Regions from separate parts of the Oryctolagus cuniculus genome. Here region 1 is linked to region 2. The links are chromatin contacts, called in public Hi-C maps. All regions are on one chromosome and are shown on one strand. Each heading gives the region's core, a stretch centred on a gene start, on an enhancer-like site or on the middle of the called end of the contact. The rest is flanking DNA. Distances are from core to core; before and after follow the strand shown. Region 1 holds the start of LACTB2 (lactamase beta 2). Region 2 overlaps NCOA2 (nuclear receptor coactivator 2).

What was found. Hi-C and Micro-C count contacts between places; a contact is called where the count stands out from the background.
Region 1: a Hi-C map of embryonic fibroblasts shows a contact between it and region 2, with 4 times the contacts expected there. The contact joins the promoter of LACTB2 here to the enhancer-like site in region 2. A contact is called at or near these places in 4 of 6 Hi-C or Micro-C datasets (ear pinna, embryonic fibroblasts, psoas muscle and 1 more).

What each region holds. Positions count from the first base shown.
Region 1 is chr6:96,385,594-96,389,519 of mOryCun1.1, reverse strand. LACTB2 (lactamase beta 2) reads left to right here and starts at 1,947. Exons shown (of 7, transcript XM_002710464.5): 1 at 1,947-2,226. The coding sequence starts at 2,105. XKR9 (XK related 9) reads right to left here and starts at 1,920. Exons shown (of 5, transcript XM_002710465.5): 1 at 1,672-1,920.
Region 2 is chr6:95,846,242-95,849,897 of mOryCun1.1, reverse strand. It overlaps NCOA2 (nuclear receptor coactivator 2), which reads left to right. Exons shown (of 24, transcript XM_070075149.1): 11 at 187-334; 12 at 1,847-3,116. Among named protein-coding and RNA genes, the nearest start is that of PRDM14, 68 kb to the right of the region's middle. Within about 2 kb of position 1,572, at least 3 of the 8 cell types and tissues checked have an H3K27ac peak or open chromatin away from gene starts, as enhancers often do.

The DNA of each region.
Region 1 (3,926 bases), core at 698-3,197, 540 kb before region 2:
TTGCCGAGCTACTCACAGTCACCTCAACTTCAGTTTGTCTGAACCATGTTCATTATCTACCCTCTTTGTGATCTTCTACCATTGTCTCTTTGTGTGACCCTATGCAAGTCATTTAATTTTTCAATTATTATTGGGCCCATTTTTTAATCTGTCAAATGAAGGGCTTGGCAGTGGATTAAATGAAATTCAGATGGCAAATTCTAATTTAAAAATGGAAAACAAAAACAAAGAGGTAAGAGAGAGGAGCTACCCAGAGTCTCAGGAAAAGCTCTGTAGTTGGAAATTACTGCTCCATCCACCACTCTAGCATTCATTGATTTTTCTAGCAGATTTTTGGGATAGGTTGTTGTTTTTGTTGTTTGAGAAAGAGACAGAGGGGGAGAAAGAGAGAGAGATCTTTCATCTATGGTTCACTCCTCAAATTCTGGCAGTAGCCAGGGCTGGGCCAGGCCAAGGCCAGGAGCTCCGAACTCAATCCAGGTATCCCAGGTGAGTGGCAGGATACAAGTACTTGAACCATCATCTGCTGCCTCATGGAGCATGTATTAGCAGGAAGCTGGATCACAAGCAGAGTAATGAGGACTCTAACCAGACACACCAATAAGGGGCAGGGGCCCCCCAAGCAACTTAACCACTGTGCCAAATACCCTTTCAGCAGAGTTCTTTTAAAAGAAAAAACACGGAGGATGGGGGTGGGCATCTGACCTAGCACTTAGGACTCCCACTGGCGGAACTCATTGGAGAGCCTGGTTTCGGGAGGTGGAGTTCTGGCTCTGCTCCCGACTCCAGCTTTCTGCTGATGCGCACCCTAGGAGGCAGCAATGATGACTCAAATAGTTGGGATCTCCACCATTCACACAGGAGATCTGGATCAAGTTCAAGGCTCCTGGTGTGACCCCTAACCCAGGGCCCATTGCAGGCATTTGAAGAGTGAACCAGTGGATGGGAACATGTGCACAAATAACTAAACAATTAAAAAAAAAAAAAAAAGAGTGGGTTATCGCTTTTGGCTAAGATCAAGTGTAAAAAAGAATGGGTTGGGATAGTGGATAAATTACACACCTCTTTTGGGATAGTTTTTGAGGTATTATAATTATAATATTTAAATATATATAAATAATAAATATTTAAATATAAATATTATATTTATGACATATAATTGTCAGAAATAGAAGGGCTTGATCACAGGATCTTTGTGTTTCCTTTCAGGTAACTTATAACTTAACTTTGTAAAGGGGAAGCAATAGTCAATACTGGGTTAGTTAATATTTTGCCCATTAGAAAAAAAGTCTCAACACAGACAAGTCCATCTTGGTCATAAAACTCCACAAAACCAGCCCGTTTCTCTGGGCAGCTGGGCACATGGGAAGGGAGAGGCAAGCGCCCTGATCTCCCCACGCAGAGGCCAGAGCTGATGCAAGGCAGACAGACACAAGACACCGTCACCTGGGCAAGTCTCCCAGTCTCCATTTTCCATTTATAAAATGGACACGAAAATAGTGCCTACCTCATCGTGTGTGTGAAAGGCACTTAGCACGCCACTCCGTGCTTGGTAAATATCAGTTAGTCCTGGTTACTATAAAAAAAACCAACCAGGCTACTCCTCACACGTAAACGCCCGGTGCCACCTGAAAACCTGACAGGAAAGCTTTTCTGGGACTTAGTACTCACATTAAGTAACTACCACACCTGCCTGCCCCGTGCGCCACCACGGGACTTCCCAGGTTGAAAAACGTCTCTCATCCACCCGGATGCACTCGCCTGCCTTGGCACGAACTCCTGGCAAGGAGCTCCTGGCGAGGTACCAGGATCTTTGACACCCCCAGACCCCTGCCTAGCCCCCCGCCGCCTCAGGCCACGCGCTAGCGAACGCCCTCCCGCCGCCGCCGCCGTCGGCGCAAGCGCGCGGCCCGAATCCCCGCCTCCGACTTGCGCGACGTCACGTGACGCTTGGCCCCGCCCACTGCTGAGCTGCCCATCTGTGCCTTCTCGGCTTCCTCAGCGTAGCGTGAACGCTGCCCCGGCCGGCCCGTCCGCCCGCCAGGCCTGTTCGGCGCTCGGGTTGCCGAGTAGGCGACGTGCCGGTGGGCTTGGTGTGGCGGAGATGTCTGCCACTCTGCAGCGCATTGAGCGGCTGTCCAGCCGGGTGGTACGCGTGTTGGGCTGTAACCCGGGTCCCATGACCCTGCAAGGCACTAACACCTACCTGGTGGGGACCGGCTCCAGGTAAACGTCTCCCCTCTTCCCCCAACACACACACCCGCTCGCAGCACCTGCGAGAACCGCAGCTGCCACTGCGGCGTGCGCCCGGCGTCCTGGCGCCAGCCCGGCAAACCAACCACTGGATGCCCAGGCCCAGTTCCCGGGACGCCGCCGCCAAGTAACTGCCACCGGGATGGCAACTTAGAAATCACTAAAAAGAAGGAAAATTTCACTTCCTGCTTTTGAAACCCGGTTTTCTTTGCTTGATGTCTGGTGCTGGAGTAACCATGTTTAAACTGTTGAGAATTTAAGATCCCCTGGACTTAAGCATTCCAGAAAGCGTTAACAATGTCTTGCTTAACTGGCTTCTTGGTGTTTTGCCTGGAGTGTAACTTCCCTTCCCAGCCTCCGTTCAAGGTGCTGAGGGCATTTCCTTAACTAAGCAGCAGAGGGCAGGTTTTTCTTGCTTTCAGATTGCTTGAGGCCCTGAAACCAGAGGCTCTGACGGTAGTCAACAAATTTTTTGCTGATTTGTTTCAATTGTATGTGACCTTGTTTGGGTTGTTTTGAAGAGGGGAGACATCTCTGTTTCTAAGGAGATATTTTTCTTTTATTCAGTTGCATTGTTAATGAAATTATGCAGACGTGGGGAGGTATGTTTCACTGCAGAGTAGTAGGGTACCTCAAAAAGTTTGCAGATAGGACTGGTGTTGTGGCCTAGAGAATTAAGCTGGGCTTATAATGCTGGCATCCCATATGGGCACCAATTGGAGTCCTGGCAGCTCCACTTTGGTTCCAGCTCACTGCGACTGGCCTGGGAAACAGTGGAAGATGGCCAAAGTACTTGGGCCCCAGGTGGGGGCTGGTTCGAGTCCAGACTGTTCCACTTCCAATCCAGTTTCCTGCTAATGGCCAGGGAAAGCAGTGGAAGATGGCCCAAGTGCTTGGGCCCCTGCACTCATTGGGAGACCTGAAAGAAGTTTCTGGCTCCTGGGGCCAACTGGGGAGTGAGCCAGATCTGTGTATGTGTGTGTGTGTCTGTGTGTGTACACGCATGTGTCTCCCTCTCTGAACCTTTCAAATAAACACATTTTGGAAAAAAAATTCCAGAAAAATTGAATTAAAAGATTTATTTTGATGAAAGAAATTGTAAAATTCATGCATAGTTTTTTCATGATAAGCATTTTCCACAGACTATTTACTTGAAAGGCAGAGTTAGAGAGATGGAGAGACAGAGATCTTCCATCCACTGCTCAATTCCCCATATGGCTGCAACCACCTGGGCTGGCCCATGCCGAAGCCAGGAGCTTCTTCCGGGTCTCCCATATGAGTGCAGGAGCCCAAGGACTTGGCGCCATCCTCCAGTACTTTCCCAGGCCATTAACAAGGAGCTGGATCAGAAGTGGAGCAGCACCCATGTAAGATGCCGGCATCATAAGTGGTGGCCTAATCTGCTAAGCCACAGTGCCGGACCTGAGGATCCTTTGTATTGAGCAACAACTGTATACTAGATGATCCAAAATTAAAAGATATAGAGTAGAGTTCCCAATATGAGCAAGTTCCACATCCTTGGATTTAACCAAGCATGGTTGGAAAATATTCAGAAAAAAAGTTGTGTCTGTACTGAACATTCACAGACCTTTTTTCTTGTCATTAATTCCCGAAGCAATACTGTGCAACACCTATTTATGTTGTAACAGCGTTAGTTATTTTAAATAGTTTAA
Region 2 (3,656 bases), core at 323-2,822:
AAGTAAGTGTGCTTTTAAAACTGTGTACTGTTTTAATATCACGAGCATCCTTTATAACACTGTCTCGCGTGGTGGTAGGAAAATAGGAAGCTTAACGAGGTGTATTCCTCTGTCCCCTCCGCCCCCCGACCCTGCTGCCGCTTTCTTATTTTCTAAATCTCGTTCTGTTTCCTCACTTGCCTGCAGTACTGCGACAAGGATTGGCCTTCAGTCAGATCTATCGATTTTCCTTGTCTGATGGCACTCTTGTTGCTGCGCAAACGAAGAGCAAACTCATCCGTTCTCAGACCACTAATGAACCTCAGCTCGTGATATCTTTACATATGCTTCACAGGTAATCTTAGTTGTAAGACATCGTTGCCCCTTGCCAAGTTCAGAGGAAATGTGACAAAAGCAGCAAATCACTGCAGAGCTGTTCAGGTGTGTTAGATGTTTCTGTTCCTTAGTGCTAGTAATACAAGACGTAAAATTACATTGTTATTAACTGTTGGCTACCGGACAGCTTAGTAGTCTGGCAAAGTAGAGCTATTCTTTGAGTTGTAGTCTTCCCTCTGCTGGACTTAAAAACCCAGCTGGGAGAATGCTCTGTCACGACTCATCAACCCCGTGGTTGACAGACGCAGGGCAGGGATGCTGAAGCCACTAGTCCCGTTTCTGCTCCATGACGTGTGAATCTAAAGCTTGCAAACATGGATACTTAGGGAGAGTCTCTTCAGTATTTTGTTCTCGGATCTAAATTAACTTCTTGACGGACTCTGAAGTGAAGCGTGATAAACATTTCCATATAAAAAGTAAAGAAAGCTGAATTTGATTTCACAGTAAATGTCATAAAGCCATATTGTTTGAGAGCACACATTTAGGAAAATGATTAAATTGCAAGTCATATGAGTGTTTTATGCTTTGTAAAACTTTATGAAATGCTATCAGAAGATACATAAATTTGCTCTGGATAGAGAGTTTCGTTTTATTACGTTTCTCAATTATTTACTCTCTTATTTAGGACTGAAAAGTCAGGCAAGCCTCTTTGCAAATTTGTTAGTAAATCTGACCTCCAGCTGAAACAATGGGAAAGTGATTGCACATGTGGCAGAGTTCACCCACCTAACTGAACGCTGGTGTTTGGCAATCTGTGAAACGTGTTTTGTTTGGGTTTGTGAACACCCTTAGTAACTCAAAAGTGACTCCCAAGGCTGCACACGAAAGCCTGCGGGGCTTGGGAAATCATCTTGCTCAGAAGACCTGCTTGTTAGCCACTAGAGAGGGGACTGGTCGGGGTTTTTTAGAAGTAGGGGATAGCTCGCAGGCTAGGGTCGTGCGCGAGCTGCCTCCCGTGTTGCGGTCTCCAAGTCCGCAGCTCTGACGGGCGGGGGATGGGAGGTGAGCGGAAATGCGTTTGACAAGCACTGGTGGCTCTGGACCTGGCCGTGCTTCTCCAAGAGGGGCAGGCGGGGCACGGAGTGCTCGCCAGAGCTCACGGAGCTGCCTGTGAACAGCGATTTGAGACGGCTGTGTGTGTTTCAGTGGTTTCTCTGCCACGGCAGGATCTCAGACTATGGGCTGGGAGCCCCTCTCTTGTCGCGTCTAGGTACTGCAGTTTCAGTAGGGCAGGAGTCGGCCTGCAGCACCCGCCCTCCGCGAAACCACAGCCGAGGTAAATGAGCTGCCTGCACACTGTGCGTGCTCAGTCTCGTCCATCATTACAGATGGTTTCATCAGAGTATGGGCTCTCCTTTAAACGTAGTCCTTTCCTTTAAAGAAGAGAGGCCATCTTGCTGTTGAAGACTTTGTAACAAGTTGCTGAGAGTTTTTCTTTTCTCTTATATTTCTTTCTCTCCTCATTATCCAGAGAGCAGAATGTGTGTGTCATGAATCCGGACCTGACTGGACAAGCGATGGGGAAGCCATTGAATCCAATTAGCTCTAGCAGCCCTGCCCATCAGGCCATGTGCAGTGGGAACCCAGGTCAGGACATGACCCTCAGTAGCAATATAAATTTCCCCATAAATGGCCCAAAGGAACCAATGGGCATGTCTCTGGGCAGGTTTGGTGGTTCTGGGGGCATGAACCATGTGTCAGGCATGCAAGCAACCACTCCTCAGGGTAGTAACTATGCACTTAAAATGAGCAGTCCCTCACAGAGCAGCCCTGGCATGAACCCAGGACAGCCCACCTCCATGCTTTCACCAAGGCATCGCATGAGCCCCGGAGTGGCTGGCAGTCCTCGAATCCCCCCCAGTCAGTTTTCCCCCGCAGGAAGCTTGCATTCCCCCGTGGGAGTTTGCAGCAGCACAGGAAATAGCCATAGTTATACCAACAGTTCCCTCAATGCACTTCAGGCCCTCAGCGAGGGGCACGGGGTTTCACTGGGGTCATCGTTGGCTTCGCCGGACCTAAAAATGGGCAATTTGCAAAACTCCCCAGTTAATATGAATCCTCCCCCACTCAGCAAGATGGGAAGCTTGGACTCCAAAGACTGTTTTGGACTTTATGGGGAGCCATCTGAAGGTACAACTGGACAAGCCGAGAGCAGCTGCCACCCCGGAGAGCAAAAGGACACGAGCGATCCCGGCATGGGCCAGGCCGTGAGCAGCGAACGAGCTGACGGACAGAACAGGCCGCATGACAGCAAAGGGCAGACCAAACTCCTCCAGCTGCTGACCACCAAGTCTGATCAGATGGAGCCCTCGCCCTTATCCAGCTCTTTATCGGACACAAACAAGGACTCCGCAGGCAGTTTGCCTGGCTCTGGGTCAACCCATGGGACCTCGCTCAAGGAGAAGCATAAAATTTTGCACAGACTCTTGCAGGACAGCAGCTCCCCTGTGGACTTGGCCAAATTAACGGCAGAAGCCACAGGCAAAGAGCTGAGCCAGGAGTCCAGCGGCACAGCTCCTGGGTCGGAAGTAACTGTGAAGCAAGAGCCGGTGAGCCCCAAGAAGAAAGAGAATGCACTACTTCGTTACTTGCTAGACAAAGATGATACTAAAGATATTGGTTTACCAGAAATAACCCCCAAACTTGAGCGGCTGGACAGTAAGACAGACCCTGCCAGTAACACAAAGCTAATAGCTATGAAAACTGAGAAGGAGGAGCTGAGCTTTGAGCCCAGTGACCAGGTAAGTCTGTAATGTCTTCTCCTGGATCTTTCTCCCCCAGAGGTTTTTCCCCACGGGGCAATTGTGGGACCTCCGCTGACTAGGGAGAAATGAGCGTTTTCTAGGGCGGTTCTTCCCATGAGGCAGTTCTCGCCGAAGCCCAGCGTTTCAGCTCCTCTCTTTAGCAGAGTGGCGTTGTTGTAGGACGTGAGGCTGCAAGCCTCCCGTTCCAGGTTGTGCTGAGCAGGCTCTCGCCCCGTCTCTGCTCCTCCCCCGTGCCCCTGAGGCACAGAAACAGCCACAGACGCTCTGCTCCACTACAGTTACACTTGGAGTTTGAACTGCAGACACTCTTCATGTGTCACTAAATAGTCATCTTTTGATTTTTTTTTTAGCCATTAAAAAATATAAAAAATGTAAATCGGTCCTTAGCTCATGGGCGTGAAAACCAGGTGGTGGGCAGGGCTTGGGGCACAGGCCAGCTGCAGCTGGCTGACCCCTCTTCTAGAGATGCCTACACTGGGGATGCCCACTTCCTTGAAACTGAGCTTCATCAGAACT